Regions from separate parts of the Mus musculus genome. Here region 1 is linked to region 2. Evidence: chromatin contacts called from public promoter capture Hi-C data. All regions are on one chromosome and are shown on one strand. The core of a region is the stretch at or near the end of the contact, and the rest is flanking DNA. Distances in the headings are between cores, read along the strand shown. Region 1 holds the start of Opa1 (OPA1, mitochondrial dynamin like GTPase). Region 2 holds the start of Il1rap (interleukin 1 receptor accessory protein).

The links. Promoter capture Hi-C pulls out the DNA fragments that hold promoters and counts their contacts.
Region 1: a promoter capture Hi-C map of hippocampal neurons shows a contact between it and region 2, with 3 times the contacts expected there. The contact joins the promoter of Opa1 here to the promoter of Il1rap in region 2. A contact is called at or near these places in 2 of 39 promoter capture datasets (hippocampal neurons and liver).

What each region holds. Positions count from the first base shown.
Region 1 is chr16:29,575,866-29,581,341 of GRCm38.p6, reverse strand. It overlaps Opa1 (OPA1, mitochondrial dynamin like GTPase), which reads right to left and starts at 2,008. Exons shown (of 29, transcript NM_133752.3): 1 at 1,771-2,008. The coding sequence starts at 1,802.
Region 2 is chr16:26,580,093-26,585,316 of GRCm38.p6, reverse strand. Il1rap (interleukin 1 receptor accessory protein) reads right to left here and starts at 3,612. Exons shown (of 11, transcript NM_001159318.1): 1 at 3,431-3,612.

The sequences.
Region 1 (5,476 bases), core at 759-3,258, 3.0 Mb before region 2:
CTGTTTTAACCTCATGACTAGAGTAGTACCTAGCTGCATTATTTCATAACTTAACAGGAACTATATTGTGCAGGGCAATTCCAGAGCCTGGGGGTTTCTGGTTTTCCATATCCCTATTTCTCCCATTAGCTAAGTTGTGCTTGGGCATAAGACATTCTAAAGCCATGACTGTAGACACATGTTCATACCTTCAGAAACAATGTAGCCCAGCTGTATATGATTGATTAAACAAACAATACAAACTACAAACCTGTTTATTTGTAAACCAACTTTAAGTGTTTCCTACATACCTCTTTGAAAAGAGTATGCTATCTTCTACACTTTTTTCTGTTTTATAGAAAACTAGATGTCTCCACTTAATTATAAAACAGCAGCAATAGTAAAGTTGTAAATAGCTTATTTCAATAGAGAAGGTTGTGAACGTATTGCTAAATTAAAATCCCACAAGATTAAAAACAACCAACATTGCAGTAGAGGCAGTTGCACTGTGGACTTTTAATTAACTGTGATGAAAGGAATGGGTCCATTCCTTATAAGCATAATACATAATTTATACCATTAAAAAAAGTTTTGGGGAGAGGGCTGGAGAGATGGCTTATTGGTTATGAAGAAGGGCTAGTCTTCTAGAAGTCAGAGGTTGGATTCCCAGCACCCACATGGTGACTAACACCTGTCTGCTACTCTAGTCCCAGGTGACTGAATGCTGTTCTCTGTCCTCTGTGGGCAGCAGACACAGAAGTGGCACACAGATATACATGCTGGTGAAAGAGATACAAACATATTTTTAAAAGTTCTAGCCCGGCGTGGTAGCCCAAGCCTTCAATCCCAGCACTCGGGAGGCAGAGGCAGGTGGATTTGAGTTCGAGGCCAGCCTGGTCTACAGAGTGAGTTCCAGGAGAGCCAGGGTGATACAGAGAAACCCTGTCTCGAAAAACAAAAACAAAAACAAACAAACAAACAAAAGTTCTAGGGGCTGTAGAGATGGGTGGAAACCTTGGTGTACACTACTTCCTGTAATCAAATGTCTGAAACAATGTGCTAAGCTTGGGGGTTATTGGAACAACTTATATAGATAACATCAAATTTAGTATCAGTAAATGCATATAGCAATTCATAGAAATAAAACTACTTTGAGGTTTTCTACTTTAAAACAAGACTACAGCAACATCCGCAGCGAGACTGGAGAAGTGCATCGAAGTGGACCTCAACACTGAACAAGATCTCTGACGGGGCATCTCTTAAACACCGCCTGATATCATGCACAACACCACTCTAAATTTGACTCCAGTCAGAGGGTCAGGTAAACGGGCAGAGAGCCCTTTCCCGCGTATTATGAAAGGACATACTTTCAAGTATGCTGCTGCAAGTGCTACCAAGTAGCTGCAAGAGCAAAGTGTGCGCTGTGGCATGGCGTATGGCTGCAAGAAGGCAGTTAAATGACACGCACAGAGATACAAGGACAGAGCTAGGCCAGGCCAGAATAGCAACAATAAAAGCAACAACTAGAGACAGATAGCAGGGAGATCACAAGGACAGGGACAGGAACGATGGGCCAAGGCAGCAAAAATCTTCATGTTGAACAAGGAATGGTCACCGGCCAACTCCCGTCACTCCTTTGGGTATTCAAACATTCGCGAGAATTTTTTTAAGAGCCTCGGCCCGGCCTGAGGGTCAGTCACCTGCACATTCGGGAAGTAGTGATGGGTCAACCCTGCTGTCCAAATGGCCCAGAACCTGACATAACGGGGCCAGGTCGCAGGCCGCACTTACCAGGCCACGGCCGCCCGACCTGCTCGCCACATCCCGCCAGAGCAGACCACACACAGGCGCTGAGACGGCCACGGGGGGAACCCCGTGTCGGCCCCAGTCCGATTCCTGCTCCGACAATGACCCAGGAAGAGGCCCTCAGCAACAAGGGCATAGAGCAGCCACCGAGTCCCTCCCAATGGCGCATGGACTTCCGCAAGAGCCGGCTGGGCTCCCGTAGTCAGTCCGTCTCCGAAATAACCACCCACAGGAACGCTAGGCAGGCTGCACAAACGGGCCGCGGATGACATGCGCATGCGCGGGGAGCCACTGGGCGGGACCTGTGTAGTGCTCCTCTTCTTGGCTCCGCCCTCAAAGTGTAGGAATTTTGAAAATGAACTGGGCGGGCTGGGTGCAGGAAATCCACTGGACGAATGTTTATTAGGAGCAGCCAATTTAAGGAAATCTTTTAAAGATCATTTTCGTAGCTGAATCATATAGCCAGAAGATCGAGTATGCGAGACACCTTAGAAAGTCCGAGATCTGATTGGAAAGTGACTTCTGACATTTAAGCTGTAGGTTTGGGATAAACACATACAGTTTTATTAAGACACAAATGTTTTTGTTTTGTTTTGTTTTTTCATTCCCCCCTTTGTTGGCTTTCACCTGAATTTTAATGGCACCCATTTTATTGAAATGGCCCTTGTCAAAGTCTCTTAACAGCGCCATCTCTCCAGTAATGGCTCCTTAGTAGTATCTGCCTAAGTTCTCTTCTTAGTTTTCTTTTGATTTTCAAGACGTCAGATTCATTCTTCCTTCTCCTTGTAACCTATCCCTCCCCACTCCTCCCTATCAACCCCTCTTCGGACGTAGTTGATGTCTAGTCTCCTAGCTACCTGCTTCTCCCAACTATTATTTAATATTCAAAAGTTCCAGTTAGGTTTTGGGCCTTTTGAGTTCCTTCCTTTTTCTGGCTACATTTTCTCCTTAATAATCTAAATTATTTGTATCAATCCAAGTATCTTCTCCATCTTCAACCATTTTTGTATTTTTTTAAAGAGAACAGGGACTCAAAACAGGAATATTGCCAGTGAAAGATTGTGAAGTCGATTAATGGTGTTATTGGAAAAAATCAGATAGTCTTGTACTTTATTTCACTTCAAGGATACATTCCTTTCACTCGTCTCCCTTCCCCTGTCTCTGTCAGTCTCTCTCTCTCACACACGCACATGAAATACACACCACCACCAGCACCCCAAATAAATTGCTTTTTATCTAATTATCAAAACCATAAATCAGAATCCATCTAGTCACAATAGTGGCAAGTATATAAACGCAACTGTCTGACAGTAAACGTTCTGATTGCAGGACTTGAGGAATATATTTACTGTGATGACTGTCTCAATGATAGCTGTAGATAGAAACCTTCTATAAAGCCTAACCAGTATAAACCAAACTAGAAACCAGTTTAAACCCCAACTTTTTCTAGTATTGAATAAAAAATGCATTTGTTATTGTTGCTTCCTAATTCTTGTTGGAAAACACAAAAGGGAGAAGTAAGTGACGGCTGCTTCCATGTGTAATGTGTCTTTGCAGTTTACAAAGCCCTTGCTTTATAATTCCACTTCTAGGCTGGGACTATGTGTAACTTATGTCTACCATTGTATTAGATAGCAAAATAGAGTTAGCATGAAAGTCTCTAGATAGTAGCTAATTAAGTGAATTACATTCACACTAGTCACAAAACCTATGAGCTCTCAGTATCCAAATAGAGAATAATATCTGAAATAGATTGCCCTAATTTGAAATGGCTTTAATCTAGGTTTTTGTTTTGTTTTAACTTCACAATGCTGTCAAAGAAATGTGAAGAAGAAAATTCAATAGAAGCCATGCATCCAATACTTGTTTCAACCAGCCTGTTTTCTATATTTAATATATTATCTAATAAGGGTGATTTACTCAATCCCATATAAAATAGGCCACTTGACTGCTAATGTATCTGTTGTAAGCATGTTTAAGGTTAGAGGGCTAGACTGAGGTAGGAAGTTTGGGATATGGGTGTGCCTCAAGTGAGACTTTCAAGTTATAATGGGTTTATATGACATCCACTTCACGCTATGTACATTGAGGAACATCTACTTATAATGCTGAATAGGAAAATTAGTTAGACTGTTATGAAATCAAACCACCACCACTAGTTCAAATTCAGGCCAGAGTTTTTTTGTTTGGCTACACAGTGTGAAATGATGTTGGACTTTTGCTACAATTTAAAAACAGAGAAAATTTACATTTAGATAAACCAGTATTCTGCTTTTCTGTTTTGATTTGGTTTGGTTTTTTTTTTTTTTGAGACAGGGTTTCTCTGTGTAGCCCTGGCTGTCCTGGAACTCACTCTGTAGACCAGGATGACCTTGAACTCAGAAATCTGCCTGCCTCTGCCTCCCAAGTGCTGGGATTAAAGGCGTGCACCACCATCACCGGGCTGATAAACCAGTATTCTTAAAATATCAGACAACATTATGCCCTAATCTTAAAAAAAAAATACTAGGAAGGGGTAGGAATCGAGTAATGTTTCATATCCCTTACTCAAATTACACACAAATTTCTGTGATTGTGATATTATTTTTCTTAGACAAATCAAGAGAATTTAAAAACATAAACTATTGCTTATATAAAACTTATTAATTGAGATACCTGGGGAAGTTCTCAACCTTACTAATGCTGTGAACTTTAATATGGTTCCTCATGTTGTGGTGATCCCTAAGCATAAAATTATTTCCATTGCTACTTCATAACTGTAATTTTTCTACTATTATAAATCATAATGTAAATATCTGTGTCTTCTAATGGTTCTAGGCCACCCCTGTGAAAAGGCTGTTTGATTCCCCAAAGGGGTCGTGACTCACAGGTTGAGAACCACTGATTTAGAGGGTTTGATGTTTCTAAAACAATAAGATTCCCCTAGAAGACCATCTACACGAGTAAACTGTGATGTTCAAGGAATATAGTTGAATATGATATACAACAAACACTCATGTGTTACTAATCCACATTGCATACATGATCCAAGAAAATATTGAAGGCAGTGAGTCTTAGTGAAAGGCAATGAGGAAAGGGCTCATTGCTTCTTAAGTGGGAGAGAGAATGACCTTTGTTTTTATTTGTTAACTTGTATATCACTCAACCCAAACAAAGATGCTAACTGTATCTTCTGGTCTAGTAGTCACGGAAGAATTTTACCATTTCAAACTAACTTTTCAGGTTCAGATAGGAACTGAGCACCCCAGCAGTTAAAACTATCAAAGCATCTATCTTATCACACAAAACTACCCTGTTTAGTTATCCAGTTGTTTGGAGATCTTTAAAAAGAGCAAAGAAATATCAGAAATCTACACACCTGTGCCTGATCATAAGTATGCATGTAAGGTTTTATTATGTTTCTTTGCAAAGTTCTTCTTGGGTGGTATCCAAGGTCCCAGAGGAGAACCACATTCTTGCTCTGTGGTTTCCTGGAGAGAGAAGCATCTGTAGGCACACACACTCACGCATCGTCATTACACTCCCCAATGCTCAGGAAAGCATGTTACAATCATTGTTGGCTCTTCCCATCGATATTGTCTGTCTGTCTCAGAAGAGTCAAAAGTCTTAGGATGACATCTTTTCTCAAATTAGCCTCTTCGTTTTAAAATGATGTATTCTATCTTTATTTGTATGTATGTGTTTGTATCTG
Region 2 (5,224 bases), core at 2,363-4,862:
TATTCTCTCTAAGCCTCCATACCAAGGGATGATGTTTGTATTCAGGGTGGATCATCTCATTTGCAACTACTCCTCTCTGGGAATGCCCTTCCCTGCCACACACCCAAGTGTTTACTCACAAATCTAAGAGATTTTATGTTCTGTAAATTTGACAGTGAAGATTAAACATCACATGTTCTCTCCATTCCCCTCTATCCCGGGAAGTGGTGAGAAAACCGAAGACCATTAGACCACCTGTGATGCTTGAACTTTATCACAGTGCTGGCAACCAATCACAGGAAGGCAGGAGGAAGAAGCCATCCTGAACAGGGAGGTCAACCTGACATAACCCTGATCACTGTGTCTTGAGAGTATTTTTCCTCCTAGTGTCTGAAGGTGCATCCCATGAAATAGATGGGAAGGGAATGCGGCCTTCATAAAGCATCAGCGTAAACTCTACACGGAGTCAACTCCACAAACTTTATAGAGCCATGTTGAAGAATTGTTCGCTTATCAATGAAGTAAGCACTTTGTGACCTGAAATCACCAACCAAATAAGGTCAATCTAAGAATGAAGACATGCTGTTCAAGTTCTGTGGGAGAGGTGTCAAGGTGTGACGGGGAAGGGCCTGAAGGAAACTGAAGGAGAACTCAAGGGCAGGAACTTGGCCCCTAGGACAGGAATTCATCCACCATGTGATCCCTGGAAACCTCTTGTTTCTTCAAATCTCACTTTAATTTTCTTTCTCAGGAATTGTGATAAGCTAAGAGAAGGTATGATTTAATGAGCAGTCCTCTACTGCACACACTTGATATTATGCACAGAACTTCATCTTCACATGAGAGCCTAGCATAAGCATTAAGTCATTTCAAAACTGGATAAAACAGAAGCTCCGACAGTTGAAACACTTTTCCCAGTAACACACAAGGGTGGTCAGGTACAGAATTTAAAGTCAAGTAGCTTTGACCAAACCCCAGGATCTGCCACTATTATGAAGTCTGCCATGAGCATCCCCAAGGCCTATTGAAAGTAACAAGGAAAATAATGTGTGAGGAACACACTTGGAGATTTTAAAGTTCTATACACACACACACACACACACACACACACACACACACACACACACACAGTTTGGTTATAATAACATGTATCAGGAATGATAAACCTCAGTATGCTTTCTTCAAAAACCCAGAAGCAAAGAGACTTTGCCTTCAATGCCCATCCCAAGCCCTTGTTTGACCTCATTTTGAACAGTTCCCTTATCCCCACAAGTCCCTAGTTTATAAGGCACACATTAAATCATATTGTGGCGCGTCACCACAATCCGAGCACAAAGAGTAAGGTGACAAACAGATGTGTCCCTGTCTTGTGGCAATGTCTGGTATGGGAGGTACCTACTGGACATCAGCAAACCCTCACCTCCTCTCAAGATGTATCCCGCCCTTTCCCTGGAGTTCATCAATACTGCAGGCAAGTGCTGTGGACTGTGAAGGAAGGAGGCAGCCCCTTATAAATGCTAACTACTCATTTCAGGGACTTGCACTGTGGCCAGTAGATGGTAGTAAATAATCATATGGATCAAAATAAAATCAATTGTCATGCAAGTCAGGTGGAGGTATCTATGGAAGCTGCTTCATTTTAAAAGACAAGTAACACAGGAAGGCTCATGTGAGCATATGTGTGTGCTTGGGTTTAAATAAAGCCAATTAGTATCCAGAAGAGACTGAACTTACCCAGTGTTACTGAACAATATACAAAAATCCCCTTGCTTCTTGATATTAGCTACAGAATATGAAGTAGAGATGGACCAAAGAACAGGACTAGAAGGCTTGGGGCAATGGAAGGCATTGCTATAACTTCAAGCTTCTTCTCCTTGTCTTTTTCATCCTTTATCAAACATTAAAAACCTTCTTTGCCAATGCAGGATGCCTCCTATCAAGGCAGTTCCCAGGCTGGAGGCTTGACCTCAAAAGGAGGAGGAAATTCGCATTGCTCAAACATCAAATGATCAAGCGAGTCTACCTGTGGACCATGTTTAGAAAGCACTGTAAAGAACTGCTCGGGCCTGCCAGGTAAGGATGACTGCCCCCAAACCTGAACACCAGAAGAGTTCCACCCACATGGTGGAGAGATAGGATTCCTGAGAAATTTTCTTTGACCTCCACACACATGTGCATCATGTGCATGCACACACACACACACACAGTCCTTTGACCTCCCCACACACGTACACACATGTACCCACCTACACACAAAATTGAATGCAAAAAATATTTTTAAATGCTCAAACTCTAAAGGCTAAATATCATTCTACTTTTAGATTTAAAAAAAAAAGTCACACCAAGGTAGTAGAAAATAACCCTTCTCAAACCCAGTGAAGCCAATATTAGTACAGAGCAATATTTGCCAAAGTCGCCAGGCCAGGCACCACTCTGAACATGTCACTTGAACTGTTCTATTTCATCCTCCTAACTACCCCTAGGATTCACAGGGGGCATTCTAGTGTCCATTTTGCTACTTGAAATAGTCTCAGAAAGGTGAGCTAAACTGCCCAAATTTACACAGCCAACACAAGGCAAAGGCACAGACAGAAGATAACCTTTTCAGCTTATTGGTAACCATAGCTTATTGCATGGAAAAGCATCTAATGTTTTCCGTAGCGCCTTGGTTCACAATTTCACAATCAGTGGGTTTGCGGAGGGAAGGGAGCAACTGTCTCCTAATGGAAACAGCAGAAGTTCGCTTTCGTGTTTTTGATTTTCTCTTTAACTAGGCTTCCCTATTCCCAATTAGGACTTAGAGGTAGAAGGAGGCTTCAGGCACCAGCTGTTCTAAAGGACAGGCATCCCATGTCCTGCCCACCACCCCCACCCCTCAAGGAAAACAGTTCCTGCTATCTCCAAGGCTGGGAGAGTGGTGGCCAGCACCTGTAGTCTCTTCCTTCTTCCTGAACTCACTGCCTGAAAGAGACCCTAGGCAGGAACGTCCCTCAGAAGAAAAAAAAAAAAAAAAAAAAAAAAAAAAGCAGGTCAGGAAAGGAGCTAGCAAGGCTGCTTGCTGGCAGCCTCTCCCCAGGGCTGTCATAGCTGGGACTGCGAGCTACGATGTGATGGAGTGGGTGTGCTGGGACACAGCCTCCTGCTCGCCTCAAGCTTACAGCGGCACTCCTGAGAACCCTAGGCACAAGGACCCTGAAATAGATCCCTCAAAAGCCTGAGAACCCGCACAGCCCCGGGCGAAATAGGCCTCCAATTTGCTAAGTTCGAACCCCGACCGCCCTACTAGTTAGTAGTGTGATTTGTTTAGCCTGGCCACAGTCTCGCTCCGTGTCTCAGTTTTGCTGTCTGTAAACCAGAAGGGTTGTGGAAGACGATCTACAAGAATTCCTACTACCCGGAGTTACTGCGGCTGGCCATTTCAACCCAGCCCTCCCTGCAGAGCAAGACTCACCTTATCGGGCCAGCCCAGCAGGCTCGGCGACAGCGACCAGATGGATGCAGGGTGGCCGACCACTGCCTCTTTCAGCGCCCTGGTCCAAGCCGAACCTAGGAAAGCCAGATGCTGGCAGCCTTCCCCGACTAGCCTCTTACTTTCCGCCGCACTTTCTTTTTCCCCCTCCGGAGCTCCTCCCCCGCCACCGCGCGATTGGCCCTGGGATCCAGTCACAGACTCCACCCACGCGGTGAATCGCGCTCCGCCCGCGATCCGGGCTTCCCAAGGCTAGGGTTGGGGCCGCACGCGGGGCAGTCCCGCCCGCCGCGAGGAGGAGCCGCGTGGGGTCCGCCCGCTGGCGGATGCCAGGCTGCGCTGGGTGCCACCGCGTGGGCCACTGGGGCTGGGGCGGAACGTGCAAGGAAGGGCTAGCCCTGCAGCCGGTTGGTCTCAAGACCAAAATACTCAGAGCAGGTCCAGAGCCTCTGCACACCTAAGCGCACCGTTGTGCTCCACTGAAGATCGCGGTCCTGCAACCCAAGTGGGTCCTAGCCTACGGTTCCTTTGGTCTGTGTATTCACCTGTCACATACTAATGGCCATGAGTCGATTAAGGCTGCACCCCAGAGAACCCACCATGTGTCGAGTTCCTAGAGCAACAGGAACCAGCGGCAGCACAGCCTTCTCCTTAGTCAGGAGCCCTATCTTGCTCTGCTAGAAGTAGGGGACACAGGAAAGAGAGCACCCATCATGACAGTAGGACATTATCAGTATCGTCCACTATCATAATCAGCCACTAGTATAATGAGAGGCAAAAAAGCTAGCATTCAAGACGAATAAGCTGACAAAGAAGAATGCATTGGTGATTGAATGGAATAATCGATTACAGAAGAAAATAATTTTCTATTCCGTCATTCTCCTATCACCGGGTCCTTAGAAAAGCTTTAGCTGCCATCTCTACTATACACTGCAGTTATGTAATCATCTGAGGATCTGTATAATGGTCTTCCTTACATCAGTTTCCTTGTTCAAAAGCCTCCTCGAGAACAAGGCCCTTCAAACACGGTCCTCATTTCAGAGTATCCCCAACAAAGGCAATCTGCCAACCATACTTGTCTCTTCTCACAGGCCTTGCTCCTTGCCACCTCCTTGTCTGCCCCACCCTCAAACTACTTAACTGTGTCTTATTAATTTGTTTATTTGAGAAATTGAGTCCCAGATGAAGCAATTAAGCAATGAGGAAAGGGGTGTAAAAGGAAAGGGTGTGTGTGCTTGGGAACAAAATAAGAGCCAAGAAAGGTCAGCCTTCCTAAAGATGCTGGCTGTTCAAACCTTGCACACTTCCGTGACACTGCTGTAACCAAAACACCTGAAAGGACAACTTAAGTGATGGAAGCAACTACTTTGACTCTTCTGCTCCAGTACCTTTGTGTTGCATTGTGGGAAGAGGAGAGGCTGATCACTTTCTGCACCAGCAAAAGCACAGGGAAGGAAGAAGGCAAGGGACCAGATAGAACTGTCACATCCGTGCTGCACCAACCTCCTTCCTCCAAACTAGAGCTCGAACCTAAATTTCCAGACTCTCCCGAAACAGACCAGTTATTCAACACACAAACCTATGGGGGAAGAGTTCATATTCACACTGCAATACCTTCCTAAAAGAACTAACTGAGATGCTTCTGTGTCTCCTGACCTCAAGACAATTGAGCCGTTACATTATTATTTTATGTATGGATATCTGACACATACTCCATGCCCATAAGATTGTCACTGATGCAAAGAAGAAATGATCTAGGACATTTTTTAAGTTACT